3 separate regions of the Mus musculus genome follow, and regions 1 and 2 are each linked to region 3. A link is a contact called in public promoter capture Hi-C data. All regions are on one chromosome and are shown on one strand. Each heading gives the region's core, a stretch centred on a gene start, on an enhancer-like site or on the middle of the called end of the contact. The rest is flanking DNA. Distances are from core to core; before and after follow the strand shown. Region 1 overlaps Frmpd2 (FERM and PDZ domain-containing protein 2). Region 2 overlaps Gm28651 (a long non-coding RNA gene). Region 3 holds the start of Arhgap22 (Rho GTPase activating protein 22).

The links. Promoter capture Hi-C pulls out the DNA fragments that hold promoters and counts their contacts.
Region 1: a promoter capture Hi-C map of hippocampal neurons shows a contact between it and region 3, with 2.8 times the contacts expected there. The contact joins the enhancer-like site here to the promoter of Arhgap22 in region 3. A contact is called at or near these places in 5 of 39 promoter capture datasets (the 3T3-L1 cell line, hippocampal neurons, liver and 1 more), 1 of 15 datasets of contacts at CTCF or cohesin (stem cell-derived epiblast-like cells), 10 of 484 Hi-C or Micro-C datasets (the N1E-115 cell line, cerebral cortex, cortical neurons and 5 more) and 1 of 9 other capture datasets (embryonic stem cells).
Region 2: a contact with region 3 is called in a promoter capture Hi-C map of neutrophils, with 4 times the contacts expected there. The contact joins the enhancer-like site here to the promoter of Arhgap22 in region 3. A contact is called at or near these places in 10 of 39 promoter capture datasets (the 3T3-L1 cell line, cranial neural crest, embryonic stem cells and 6 more).

The regions. Positions count from the first base shown.
Region 1 is chr14:33,523,917-33,528,456 of GRCm38.p6, forward strand. It overlaps Frmpd2 (FERM and PDZ domain-containing protein 2), which reads left to right. Exons shown (of 30, transcript XM_017316244.1): 15 at 2,433-2,589. Among named protein-coding and RNA genes, the nearest start is that of Frmpd2, 43 kb to the left of the region's middle. Within about 2 kb of position 1,560, at least 42 of the 459 cell types and tissues checked have an H3K27ac peak or open chromatin away from gene starts, as enhancers often do. A contact at or near this core is called in cerebral cortex, cortical neurons, hippocampal neurons and 1 more, where this site is marked.
Region 2 is chr14:32,715,761-32,720,296 of GRCm38.p6, forward strand. It overlaps Gm28651 (a long non-coding RNA gene), which reads left to right. Exons shown (of 5, transcript XR_874509.3): 2 at 3,274-3,375; 3 at 3,874-3,969. Among named protein-coding and RNA genes, the nearest start is that of Gm28651, 33 kb to the left of the region's middle. Within about 2 kb of position 1,546, at least 19 of the 459 cell types and tissues checked have an H3K27ac peak or open chromatin away from gene starts, as enhancers often do. A contact at or near this core is called in neutrophils, where this site is marked.
Region 3 is chr14:33,214,323-33,218,655 of GRCm38.p6, forward strand. It overlaps Arhgap22 (Rho GTPase activating protein 22), which reads left to right and starts at 2,501. Exons shown (of 11, transcript NM_153800.4): 1 at 2,501-2,523; 2 at 2,630-2,789. The coding sequence starts at 2,738.

The DNA of each region.
Region 1 (4,540 bases), core at 310-2,809, 310 kb after region 3:
TTTTGGAAAATAAAGCTTACATAAAATATGTAATAATTAGCATATTTTGAGGTCATTAAACTGACCCATGCATGTATTGTCAGGATATTGATATTTTTTCACCAAACTTTAATATAAACAATGTTTATATCCATGATTTTTTTGAGCATTAATTATTTTTAATTTAACTGAAAGATATTTTAAAAAATTCAAATTATTGAACCGAATCCAACACTATTATATTGTTCACTTTATTGCATGTTTAACTAAGCAAAGATTTCACTGAGATTTGTCTAAATGCAGATTCTCTAGTAATTTTGAAACATGGAAAAATTTTGAGGCCATGAAGTTCAACAGTCCCCTTAAGCATATATATATGTGTATATATATGCATGCATACATACATACATACGTTTCATTTTACAAGTATTTGTTTTTCATTACCAGGACAAACAATTTTTTAAAAAATTAAATCCAGGAAGTCATCAAGCTCATGAGCTCAAAGAAACTATTTAATTAAGATTAACTAGGATTTCCATCCCCTAATGATCAATTTCTTCCTTGGCATGCATGAACGATTATGCTGTAAAGCCATCACGTAATATAATATCACCAGATGCTCATGGGCAGTTAAACATCTTACAGAGAAACTGACTCTTTATGCTTCTGCAAGCCCCAAGTAGTGAGCTCTGAGAAATCTAAGCACAGAGAGATCAGCCCAGGAAGCCTCAGTTCTTGCAGTAATAGCTGGAGCCAGGATGCTTCAGACTCACCCCTTTCATCTTTTCACCCTGCAGGGAGGTAGCCAAGGGAATGTGGATGCCTTTTTCGAAAAGTACAGTCACTGGGTACCATAACATCTATGCATTCTTGATTTATTCAATCAAAAATCATCCCTTTTAGAACAAGGAGACTGATGGTGTTGATAGCTGTAGTGTTTTCCAACATTACCTCTAATCTTTAGAGATAAAGGCACAGAGCAGAACAGACTATACAAGACTATAATGTGGTTCTCTTTAAGCAAAAGAATACAAAGTTGCAAATAGAAGCTATCTCATGAAAGGGGATGTTATTTAGAATAAGAAAAGAAGATCCCAAAGATACAAATTTTAAAAGCCAGAGGATATACTTTTTAAATAATGTAAATGCCAGAAAAAACACTTAAATAACTTCTTGACAAAGCCTGAATGGTTTCTTATTTCAGATTTTGGATGGCATATTCTTTCCTTTATTTTTTCCCCCTCATGGCAACATTTTACAATACTTTATCAAGAGAGAATAAAAGTAAAGTTTAACAGATCTTTTAGTATGGCTGAGGCAGGATAGGTCAAGTGTGCAGTTTGTACAAGAAAAGTCTTGCTCACTGTAGTGTAAGTTTCTGTGCTACAAATGCAGACCGAGTGGGAGTGTGTGTTTCCCCCTTTTCAAATTTGTTTGAGAATAGTTATTAGATTTTATTTTTATTTGATTGACTGATTAATCGATTGAGGCAGGGTCTCATTTTGCAGCCCTGGTTGGAGTAGAGATCCATCTGCCAATACCTCCTGAGTGTTGGGATTAAAGGAGCGTGTTGCTATACCCAGCATGCAGGGCATCCTGAGGACTCTTGATCTGTTCCTAGACTTTAGGATTTCTAGATCATGTTTAAAGATAACGATTCCCCAATCTGCAGCCACGAAGAGAAGATGTCACAGAAGGAATAAGAACGAGTGAAAGTTTATTACAGACAAGAAGGGCAGACCTGCCATAGGCAGAGGATCGGGAACAAAGATGCAAGCTGCATTTCGTGGAGAAGCGTTTCTGTTCTTTCCCAGGCAAGGGAGGAGGCTTCCAGTGCGCATGTGCTACTTGGCATGCGGCTCAAAACACTCCTATATTTTTGTTCTATCTCTCCATTGGCAGAGCGCTCACTATGCTAATGTATTATAATGAGGCATAAGGAGGCTCCAGGTCAGTACCATCAGTCTCCTTGCTGCCTTGGTGGGTGGCTGGTCCTGAATACAGCTCAGAGTTTCTCTGCTTGCTTATTACAGTGCAGCTGCCTGCCTGTTTTCTGCTGACTCCCTGCCCTATCAGAACAAGAATCTTGGAGCTTGGAGCATGTACAATAAAAACAATGGGAATGCTTGCCCACTATTTTACAATGTACTTGTGAGGACCCAGTGTTCCCTGACCCATTTCACATTCTTTCTGTCCAGCACACTCCTTGATAATAGCAATGATATGAACATTTGTCCCACAAATGAAGGAGGAGAATAAGAAGAAGGACTTTCTTTAGCTATTGCCTAAGAAAAGAAATCGAGCCTTTGTTGCCAGTCATTACCTGCCCTGCATTTCCAGAAGTGTGCTGCTATTGAGTTGGGGAGCTGATCGTTTATTGCTGCTCACACACGTGTACTTAAAGGGATAGGTAAAGATGGTCAGGGTTCTAAGTCTGCGCTTGCTTCCTCCAGAGAAAAAAGCTCACCATCACCAGCAGCACCACTGGGAAAAAGTACACCTTTGTCACCAATTCATCCAAGACCTGTAAATACTTGCTGGGCCTCTGCTCTTCCCAGCATTGGTTTAATGCACAGACAGGCTCTAAGCATCCTTCCCATCGTTTTACTGGTGAGTATGTACTATGTTAGCAACACGCAAGTGGACAGGTTTTCTCTTTCACAGAATTGCAAATGACACTACGACAAACTGATACAGTCTTCTCAGAATGCAACTGTAATATCTCTCTCTCTCTCTCTCTCTCTCTCTCTGCCTCTTTTAACCCCTCTCTGTTTCCTCCCTCCCTCTGTCCATCAATCTAATTTTTTGTAGAAGCTGAAAGGAGGTTTATATCCTTTGAACTCTCAATTTGACTGCAGATATTTGTCCTAAGGTAGCAAAGGAGTTGATGGCGAGTGGAGCTGTCCATGACATGGTGCTGAGAGAGGAAGGGCAACAGAGACCTTGATGCACTGCAAGGGAACAGCTCCACCCTTCAGTAGAGGGTGGGGCACACCATTCATAGTCTTGAGCAGCCAAATGATAGCAGGAGCAACCTAGAAATGAAATCTTATTTTATTTAGGTTTTGGTGATTTATTTTTAAATTTGAATGGATAGCTTATGTATATTCACGTAGTTAATATTTCTATGTTATAGAACTAGAAAAAAATACAGAAATAAATAAAACCCAAATCTTAATACCTTAAGGAATTACACATGTGAGCATGGCTATTTTCTTAATATTTATCAATATTAAACTTTACCAATGAGCTTGTATTACTGATGTAGTTAAGAGATTAATGGCTAAGATGAGGCCATACAATCACACGACACTACTTAGTGTTTATTGACTCTGTGCTACGGAGCCATTGACTACTTCTCTTCCTCCTTTTCCTCATGATAATCTCTTCAAAAATGACCTCATTTTGGACATGGAGAGATTCGGGTCTGGAGAGATAACTCAGTGGTTGAGAGCATTGGCTGCTCCATCAAGGAGCATTCATTTGATGTCCATTGTCAACATGGCACCTTATGACAGTCTATAACTCTAGTTCCAGGGGATCCCAAGCCCTTTTCTGGACTCCACTGGCACCAGACATGCAAGTTGTAGACAGATAGACATGAAGGAAAAGCACCCACCTTAAGCCCCATATATACACACATGAAAATTTCATTTATGACCACAACATAAGCACTGTTCTCTCAAACTCCACTAGTTAAGTCAGCCTATGAGGCTAGAAGCAGCACTACTGTGGGGGGGCAACAGGGTGTAAAGAAATGAAACCCCGTATCAGCTGCTTGAGGCTGGGGCTTCTAGACCCCAGAGCCCATCTGCTTCCCCCTCTTCTTCCTGTCACCATTTCCCTAGCGGAGCCTTGAATGCCTGAGACTTCTGAGTGCTGACCTCATCTTCATCATGCTTGTTTTTGATGTCTAAGTGTATTTCTTCCGTTTATAAAAGGGAACAGTTAGCTACAATGATGTACTGAGAACCCTTGAGCTACTAAGGATGCAGAATCTCAGAGCCTGCCTGACAGCTATTGAACCAGAACCTGTGTGCAAAAGAACCTAAATGACTTCAACCCGAGTACAAAGCAGAGAGGCCCTGGCTAATGAAGAAACCTCAGGTGTCCCTTAGATTCAGCTGAGTGCCACTTACTGGCTGTGTGTGTGGCTTTGGGAGGTCACATCCCCTCTCTGAATCTTGGTGTCATCATTAGGCCACACTGAGCCTCTCAGGTCTGTGCTATGCACCAGTAGGCAGCATATCATATTTCTAGCTCACTGCCCAGTGCTCCGTGGACTGTGGCAATGGTGACAGTGGCTTCCACCTATGGGCTTTGTTTCTGTGCCAGACAATATACACGAAGGTTTAGGTGCCAGTCCCTGGCCTGAATGAACTGGAGAACAGGATCAGAGCTTTCAGAAACAGAGCCAAACACAGGGAGGAAAAGGAACTCATGATCTAAACCAGCAGAAACCTGTAACTGTGCCCCCTGAAACATGGGGTGCTGGCTTCAGAAGAGTTCCAGGGATCTAGAGATCATTAATGCAAATTAATTGTACCTGAGTATCTGCTGC
Region 2 (4,536 bases), core at 296-2,795, 500 kb before region 3:
CTGTGGTAGAGGGGACTGCAGAATGTCTTGGGTTGGGTGGGAGTGGCCAGTTGTTCATCCTTGGGCTTTCATCAGTCAGTGGATGGAGATGCCTTCAAAAGGGCTGCTTACTAATAGCATCCTAAATACTTGGTTATCAGCTTCTCCCTCAAAGGGGACTCTCAGTGGCACACTGTATTATCCCTTGATATTTTGGTCATCACAGTCTTGACTGTAACAAAGTGCTTGGATTTTTTTTTTTTTGTTCATTTGTTTTTGAGAGAAGTCATTGCTTTAGTTCTGGTCAGGGTTGAAAAAGCCAAGCAGGTCAGAGCCCTACTACCCACTTTGCTGCACCACTGACAGAACTCTAGCTGCTCTTGTATGCATGATAAATGACTATGGGAAATGAGCATTGCTTTCATGGTTGTAGAGTTGATCTGACAGTGACTAAATATGTCCAAGCACCTGGAATGGCCCCCAAACCACAGCCAAAGGATTTGGAAGTACTTGTTCTGGCCTCAGATGTGATGTGAAAGGTTGTAGAGAGGATTGACCTGCTGAGACCTCCCAGGGCTTCCAGAGAGGCTCTCACATCTCTGAGCCTATGTATATGACCTATGTAAGGCCTCTACCTATAGTCTTTCTTCTTATAGCTCCCATAGGCTCAGAGGGCAAACAACTCCAGGGCTGTGACAAAGAGGGCCACCCTAGAACAAATACCCAGAAAATGGAGGTGGAGATCATGAGGACCACTAGATATTGGCCTTGGGGGATGAGCTGGTACAAGGCTGTGCCTGATACCCTAGGGTTCTTTAAGTTCCTATGTGTTGGCCTAGCAGAGGCATTACCAGGTATGGCTTTGGTCTGTGTTCTACTGTCTAGGGCAAACCCAGCCCAGAGGTCCTTGGGTAAGTAACGCTGCAGTATCACGGCCAGGCTGGTGGGAAGCATTGTCATGGTGTTGGCAGTTGACTCTTTAGTATTGGTTTATAATCTATTTGTTAATGGTGATAGATGTTTGCTAATGGTTTTGGCATATTCTCACTTGACCCAGGGACATTCACTGAGGCTTGGAATGGGAAATAAGCAACACAGTTAGAGGTGGAAGGGTACCTCTGCCCTCACTCTCACCTTCATCTCTTTCTGTATGATGTGAGGAAGTACATCTGGGTGACAGCCATGCAGTCTGACCACAAGCCACATCCAGTCCATCCACGCCCACAGAAATCAGCAAAGTTGGTTTCTTTCAAGTCCCTCCTGAATCACCAACTCACGCAGTTGCAGTGGTAAGAGATTGTCACTAGTCTCAAGAGGAAAAACTAGACTTTCCATCAGGTTGACCATGCGCGGCCCTGAGTATGAAGACATCACAGATAAATAATGGCCTGCTGTTCACCCCAGGCTTTGGCTCTGGGTCTTCAGACACCTAAAGCTAGGCTCTCAGAACAGGTGCCCCGAGGCCTTTGATCACTCCCTGCGATGGAGGAAAGATAACTAGACAGAGTTCTTCTTGTTTTTGTTTTTCTTGTTCTTTTCTTCTTCCTCTTTCTTACCCTCTCCTGCTCTCCCTCCCCCCTTCCTTTTTCTTCTTTGACAGTTTCTCATTATGTAGTCTTGGCTAGCCTAGAACTCACTATGTAGATCAAGCTGGTATTGAATTCATAGAGACTCACCCTGTCCCCTAGTGCTGGGGTTAACGGCATGTGCTCCAATGGTTTGCTATGTGTATATCTCTCCTGGGAGATAGCAGAGGAAAAGAAAGGGCAGCTGTCACCTTCAACTTGTAGGTAACCCCTCTGTTCAGTGGTATGCTGTATGTGTGCCATGACCTATGGAAGGCTGGATACATTGCTTAAGTTTCTCTGCTCTAAGAAGCCTGTCTGAATGGTGGAAGAAAAGAGCTCCAGGCAGCTAAAAATGGAGGCAGGAATCCTCTCATCCTGAGGCAATCATCTCAGACATTCAAGTCAAATCCCATGTCCTAGGAGAAACAGCTTAATTTCTACCAGAATAGCACTCTAGGATTCTGATTCCTGAAGCCAAGGCTCGGGGACTCCCTCAGTGGAGCCCTTGCTCAGTTTGAGTATGGAGCACTCCTTGGGTGTTAAAAGCTTGGTCTCTAGCTTGGCACTGTCGAGGTGAGGACTCAAAAGATGTAGAACCCAGTGGGAGAATTTCTAGTCCTTGGAAGTATGAATACCACATTCTTATTGGAGGCTTGGAAACAGTGAATCTGCCCTTTCATGGAGATTTTATAATTTGATCCATCTTAGGTATTTGTTATAGTAATGGAAAGCTGAATGTGATAGTGTCTTAATTTACTTTCTAAAGACTATGATCAAAAACTTGGGGAGAAAAAGGCTGGCTTTTATGTTCCGGTCACAGCTCATGAAGGGGAACCAGGTAAGGAACTCAAGGTAGGAACCTGGAGGCAAGAACTGAAGCATTTGCATCTCGTGGCTTGTTCAGCCTGCTTTGGTGTAGAACCACCCACCCACAGTGGACTGTGCCCTCCCACATCAACCATCAATCAAGACAATGTTCCACCTACTTACGACCGTTTCTCAATTGAGGTTCCCTCTTCCCAGATAATCATGCCTTGTGTCAAGGTGACAAATACCTAAATAACACAGATGGTTAACACTCACTCGCTATTTGAAAAGACGTAGAATCACCCAGGAGACAAGCCTGTGGGCATGCCTGGAAGGATGTTTTCGGAGAAGTCTAGCTGAGGTGGGAGACACATCATGACTGTGGGTAGCTCCGGCTCCTAGGCTGGGATCCTGACCTGAATAAAAGGGAGAAAGAATGAAACAGAAGCTTCCATCTCCCTCTGTAGTTAACCTTGCTCATCATCCCATAAAAGCTTATAAAATGATAATTATTTAATTGCATATTTGATCTACACAGTATATTTTATGTATTGTATAATTATCACTATCGTAATGAACGGTGGCTAATTCTTCTGTAACAGAAGTCAGTAGCAGAAGGACTACATAAATATCTTTTCTATTTTACTTCAAGATTCTGTTGAGAGGCTGGGAGTGGAGCTCAGTAGGAGAGCACTGGCATTGTATGTATCAGCAGACATAGAGACACAGACACAGACACACACAGTGACACAGGCAGAGACGGATGAGGACACACACACAGAGACACACAGAGACACATAGACACACAGACACAGACAGACTCACACAGATAGACACACAACAGACATACAGACACAGATACACACACAGAAACACAAACATACATTGGACATCTCACCAACCTCTTCTCTTTGTTTAGGGAGGTTGACCTGGTGATGAAACATCACTGCTTTGGGGAGAAGCTCCTCATCCTGCCTCAGAGACTCTCGCTTAAGGAGAGGCCCAGCCCACTCTCTGGAGGGTAAGGATTCCGGTAAGAACGCTTCAAAGCATTGTCCTTTGATCTTCAGGAAAGCCGGCTGTCACAACTACAGTGTTAGAGTCTGTGTCATAGCAGTTGTCTCCCCAAACCTTTCCTCTTAATCTGTCCCATGTCCACTGCCCAATTACTACTGTCATACACGATACTTTTCGGAAAGTGAAGGATTTCTCTGCAGTATATCTTGTCATTGTATTGGATCTCAATTTTCTATACACTGAAAACAAAATAACAAAAACCCAAACCTTTGTCCAAAGGACTGAGTCAATGTGGACTTTATCAAGCTGGTCAAAGGTGGAGGGTTTTATTTGGAGCATGGCAACACTGGGCTGTCTATGGCCAGGTTCCCATCTTCTGGGGCTGTGCTCACATTTTTAAAGCTTAGATGTGAAGAAATGGAATTATTAAGTAGAGAGACATGTTTTGAGGCTCCCAAATTTGTGCACTCATTAGAAGTGTTTGTTTGCTGGTTTGTTTTAGAAAGAGTCTCACTATGTGTCCCTGGCAGACCTAGAAAGCTCTGTGGCCCTGAACACAAGGAGATCCACCTGAGTGCCAAGTGCTGAGTGCTGAGTGGTAAGTGCCGAGTGCTGAGTACGTGCGCCACTACACCCGACCAGAGCCTGTGTTACTGAATTGTCATACTCAACCTTAAAACCAAGAAGAAAGGAAACTCCATTCCATTGCCACCGCAGTGCAGATGGAACAGCCAAAATTTGCAATCTACTCACCGTGCACTGGGCCTTCAGGTCCGGTCTGTGCTTCTACTAGTGTCTAGATTTTTGGTTGGTTCTTATCTGACTTGGGACAGTTCTTTAAATAATATGACAATTTACTTTTGTGTGTGCTAGCTGAAAATAATCTCTTTCCAGCATGTCCTAGCTGGACTTTCATTTTCTTTCTTTTTTCTTTGAGTGTTAGAGATAGAACCCAAGGCTGTCTGGGTAAAAACACCTGCTGTACCAGCGATCCATATCCTAGGACCCATGTTCTCACCTCTACTTGAAGTGAGGTATCTTTGATACTAGATGTACACAATCTTTATAGGTAACATGACTTAGTATGTTAGCATTTTCCCGTGTGCTGTTTCTGTTGTTGATTTTGCGAGCATGGCCACACCCCAGTTGCAGTAATTACTGACAT
Region 3 (4,333 bases), core at 1,251-3,750:
GGACAGCTCCAGGAGAGCCACACACAGCAGCGACCCTGTGTGGGGTGGAGTGGGGAGCCGGGGCTGCACAAGTTTCCTGACCCCAGGCTGTGAGTTCATTCTTTAAAGATGGACTCTAAATACCCTCCTAAGCCACATTAAATTGCTGCGTGGCTCGGAGCATCACGATTCCACAATGAGACCCTCCCCCAGCTGCTGTCAGGTGTCACGTAAATGTGTGCATTGTGCAGTTGTGCCTGCAGGTGGGGTGAGATAAGGCACAGGGGCACTGGCCTGAGTCCAGGGCAAACAGATCTGTTGTGAGCGTGGTGCGGAGCCATGCCTGGAGCTGAGTCATGCTCTGGGAGGCGTCTAGGCGGGCCCTGGCTCTACTGGGCTTGGCTGGGTGTGGCCGGCTGTTGACCTTGCTTAGAAAGGTAGGTTAGGAGAATACTAAGGTGAAGGGCTAGAGAGCAAACCTCTTCCTCTTTCACAGAGGTGACCCCTCTCTACTCCAACCCCACAGTAGCATATCGGTTTAGGAACTTCCCCCCTCCTGCAAACGTATACACAATTGTTACAGTCTCCCAGGGTCTATTCTAGCACCCACCTGTCTCCTCTGCCTGCCCTCTCTGGTCCTGGGAAAAGCCAGCCCCACCCAGTTCCTTAGATGTGATAAGACCCGGCTGCTTTAGCCAATCAGCACACCCCACTGGTTTGGATCCAGTCGAGTGCATTGGTTAGTGCCCCAAATCAAGGAAAGAAGGCATTTGACAGGCTTTGGGAAGAAGCTCTGTGGTTTGTCTGAGACTGGACAGTGTCCTCTTTCCTCGGGCTCTGCGGGAGAGAAGAAATGTTAGCTCCCAAAGCTGATCCCAAAATAAAGGAGGGCCAGGGGAAGAAGGGGAGGAGGGGGAGGAGAAAGGAGGAAGGGTGAAGGGTGAAGAAGAGGGAGAAGGAGAGGAAGGAGGAAGAGAGGGAAGAGGAAACACCCTAGAAGCAAACAGAACTGCAAGGAAACCCAGACTTGATTGACATGTCAACCTGCTAGATCCAGCTGTCTGCCACCAATTATGAGACTGTTCCCCCTAAAGGAGCCAATGTGTGCCCTTGTATTCCTGAATTCAACTTTAACGTTAGACTTCTGTTTTGTAAACAGGCTCTCATGTAGCACAGGCTGGCCTTGAACTCACTATATAGCTGAGGGTAACCTTGAACTTCTGAGTCTCTGCCCCCACCTCCTGATTGCTGGGTTTACAGGCATACTACACGCCTACCTGGCTTTGTGTCCTGCTAGGGACTGGACCTACAGTGTGAACCCAGAGCATTCATTCTTAAGGCTTGCTACAGTGGGTGTGGGGTGCCCCCACCCTCAGAGCCTTACCCCCGTCCACCTATGCTTCCAAACTGTGCACTCTTCCAGGAGAGACTGAAGGTGTCACTCCCAAATCCCTCAGGGTCTCTGAGGTCTGTACCAACTCCAGGGTCCTCATTTCCTGGCTCCAGCTCCATCACTTCCCTGGAGACTCCCAGCTCAGCTGTGTGTTCAAGGCCATCTGTGCTCCTGGGTCCCAGGTCATGCCAATATCTTGGGCTTAGGCCCTTGAAGATTTAGGGCTTAGTGACCGCTTCATTCTCTCTGCTATTCCAAAGGCAGTCTGCCTTCTCCATTCCAGGTGCTGTCCCATCACTCCCTGGGGACCAGTCAGTGACAGGAACTATACCCACATGCTAAAGTGTGAACCAGAAGCATTTTGCCCCAGCAGGACCCACAGAATACCAGGCACTAGTCCATAGCCCCAAGCTTCTGTTCTCTGTGGCAGTGATGGACCGATTTCAGCCCGCATCTCTATCTCCTCCTCCTCCTGCCTCCTTCTGCCTCCTCCTGCCCAGGTTGGAAGGATCTACCGGTAACTTCAGGCTTCATACAAGCTCAGCTTGTAGAGACTAGCACACTGGAGACAGGGTAGGTAGGGGAAGAGCATTCTGGGCTCCATCTGCAAATGGTATCATATGTCCTAAAGACAGGTGACAGTGTGCCTGCCATCTCAGAGCCTGGCTTTATTTTAGGTCGCTAGGACTGCTGCTGTGTGAATGATGTTCACGGCGGCAGAAATACCACTTGGCTAGTTATAAGCAAGCTTTGTCTATTTGTTTGTTCGTTTGTACCCATTTTCCACAACTGTAAATGATGTAATGATGACACATTTCCAAAAATAGAATGGAGAAGTGGTACCCTAAGGATGTGACAGAGCTTTCCTGGGGTCTACCCCAGCACTTGGACCACAAGCCAAAGTGTGAGCCAGGAACCAGCCAGCATGCTCAGAGCAATTTGCACGGTCCCTTACTTAGCTCCATGTTGTTCCCTTGGGGGCGAAAAATATCAAATCTAGTAGCTAGAGCCCTTGGCTCACCGAGCCCTTGCTTCCGCTGATGAATCTGGCATCTTCTCCCTCTGAGACGCAGTTGTCACTGCTGGTCCCATTTTACAGATTTGAGGAACTGATACTCTGACTTCCCCAAGTCTGCTCTCAGATCCCCAAGGTACATGCTCCACAGAGAAACTTGTCCCTCACAGCAGGCTTTGTTCGTGTTTGAAATCCAGGCAAATGCCTGGAAAGAGCGTTCTAAATATATTTCTCTACTATAGATGCTGATCGCCTGCTACTGAAACTGGGAATTAGCTTGTCTGCCTGAGGATGTGGCTGCTGCCTTCCAGAGAAGACACAGGAGAAATCTGCACACTGCCAGCCTAGCAATGCTGCCGACGGCTTCCAGCAAAAGAAGAACCTTCGCTGCCAGATACTTCAGTAAGGATTTGGCTCTATGGTGGGGAATGGCTGCCTGTGTGCTTGACTTCGTGCTTAAGGGTGGGGTCGCTCGGTGACACTGAAGGAGCCTCGTTGGTCTTGCGGGCTGTGGGCACCATGAAGTGGGGACTCAATCTTCCTTCAGCTCTCAGCACAAGTTGGTTAGCCAGCACTCAGCCATGACCCAGCATCTGCTCTCTGTGAGCCTGGAAATCAGGCTCCAGTGTCAAGGGTCCTGGGTTCCAATGGCTGGGGACTCTAATGACAGTTGACGGCCATGAGGATCACCATGACCACAGACTGCTTGGACACTGGATAGAGCTTCCACAGGGAGAACTGGGCATCCCAAGGCTCCTCTGTCTGTGCCAGGAAGCCACCCAGCCTGGTAGTGAACTGAAAGATGCAGAGAGGATGATTGAATAGCTCCGGGAAGCTCTGGGAAGGCAGCAGCTAGTCACAGTGGGACTAGTGTCTGTTCGAGTCACTGACAGATGATGGTCTGGTATTCCCTGAAGATGCTGGGCCCCTCAAGAACTGAATCGTGTAGGTGCCAGGTCACACAGGTGTAGATCCTGAAGGTGCAAGGTCATACAGGTGCTGGGTCTTGCAGGTGCTGGGTCTTGCAGGTGCTGGGTCTTGCAGGTGCTGGGTCTTGCAGGTGCTGCATCATACAGGTGCTGGGTCTTGCAGGTGCTGGGTCTTGCAGGTGCTGCATCATACAGGTGCTGGGTCTTGCAGGTGCTGCATCATACAGGTGCTGGGTCTTGCGGGTGCTGAGCCTTGCAGGTGCTGCATCATACGGGTGCTGGGTCTTGCAGGTGCTGGGTCTTGCAGGTGCTGGGTCTTGCAGGTGCTGTGTCATAGAGGTGGTAGACCCTGCTGGAGCTGCCCGACTTAAATGTGTGTGCACAGGATGGACCTCAGGCAGGAAGGAGCTGGTTGTGTTTGTAGCTGGGTGGTGTCTTTGGTAGGTTAGACCTGAGTGCTGGATTCCAGAAATAGATGCCATCAGTAACGTCCTCTGGGCCCCAGTCCTCCTCAAGCTTGCCAACTTCCTCTGGAGACTTCTGTTTAGCCAGCCTTAGGTGGAACGCAGGCTCCTGCACATGTTTATGTCTCTGCCAGCACTAGGAAAAAGTGAACAGAGCCACAGGGCTCAGACTCCTGCTGTGCCTCTGTCGTCCTGAGCAGGCATGTGTTAGGTGAGGAGAAAGTTTCTTCTTCCACAAAGGCAGGGTTGCGTGAGCTGGAAGCCAGGTCTGGGCTCTGAGACCTGGGCTAGAGTCTAGGTAGACGCTCCAGTCTGGGGAGAAATCGGGCTGCGGGCAGCTGGGATCACAGTATCTGACACTCTGAAGGTATTCTCCTCCAGCTGGGGTCACAGCACAGTCCAGCACCGAAGGAAAGGCCCTGGCTTTTGTTGGAGGGTCAGTTGCCAGATTTGTCTGATATGATGGATTGTCCCCGCTGCCCTGCTCTGAAGGGCGTGTGCCAACCTGTTGAGAAAGGGACAAAGACTGTGTTACATGAGATTTAATGAATAA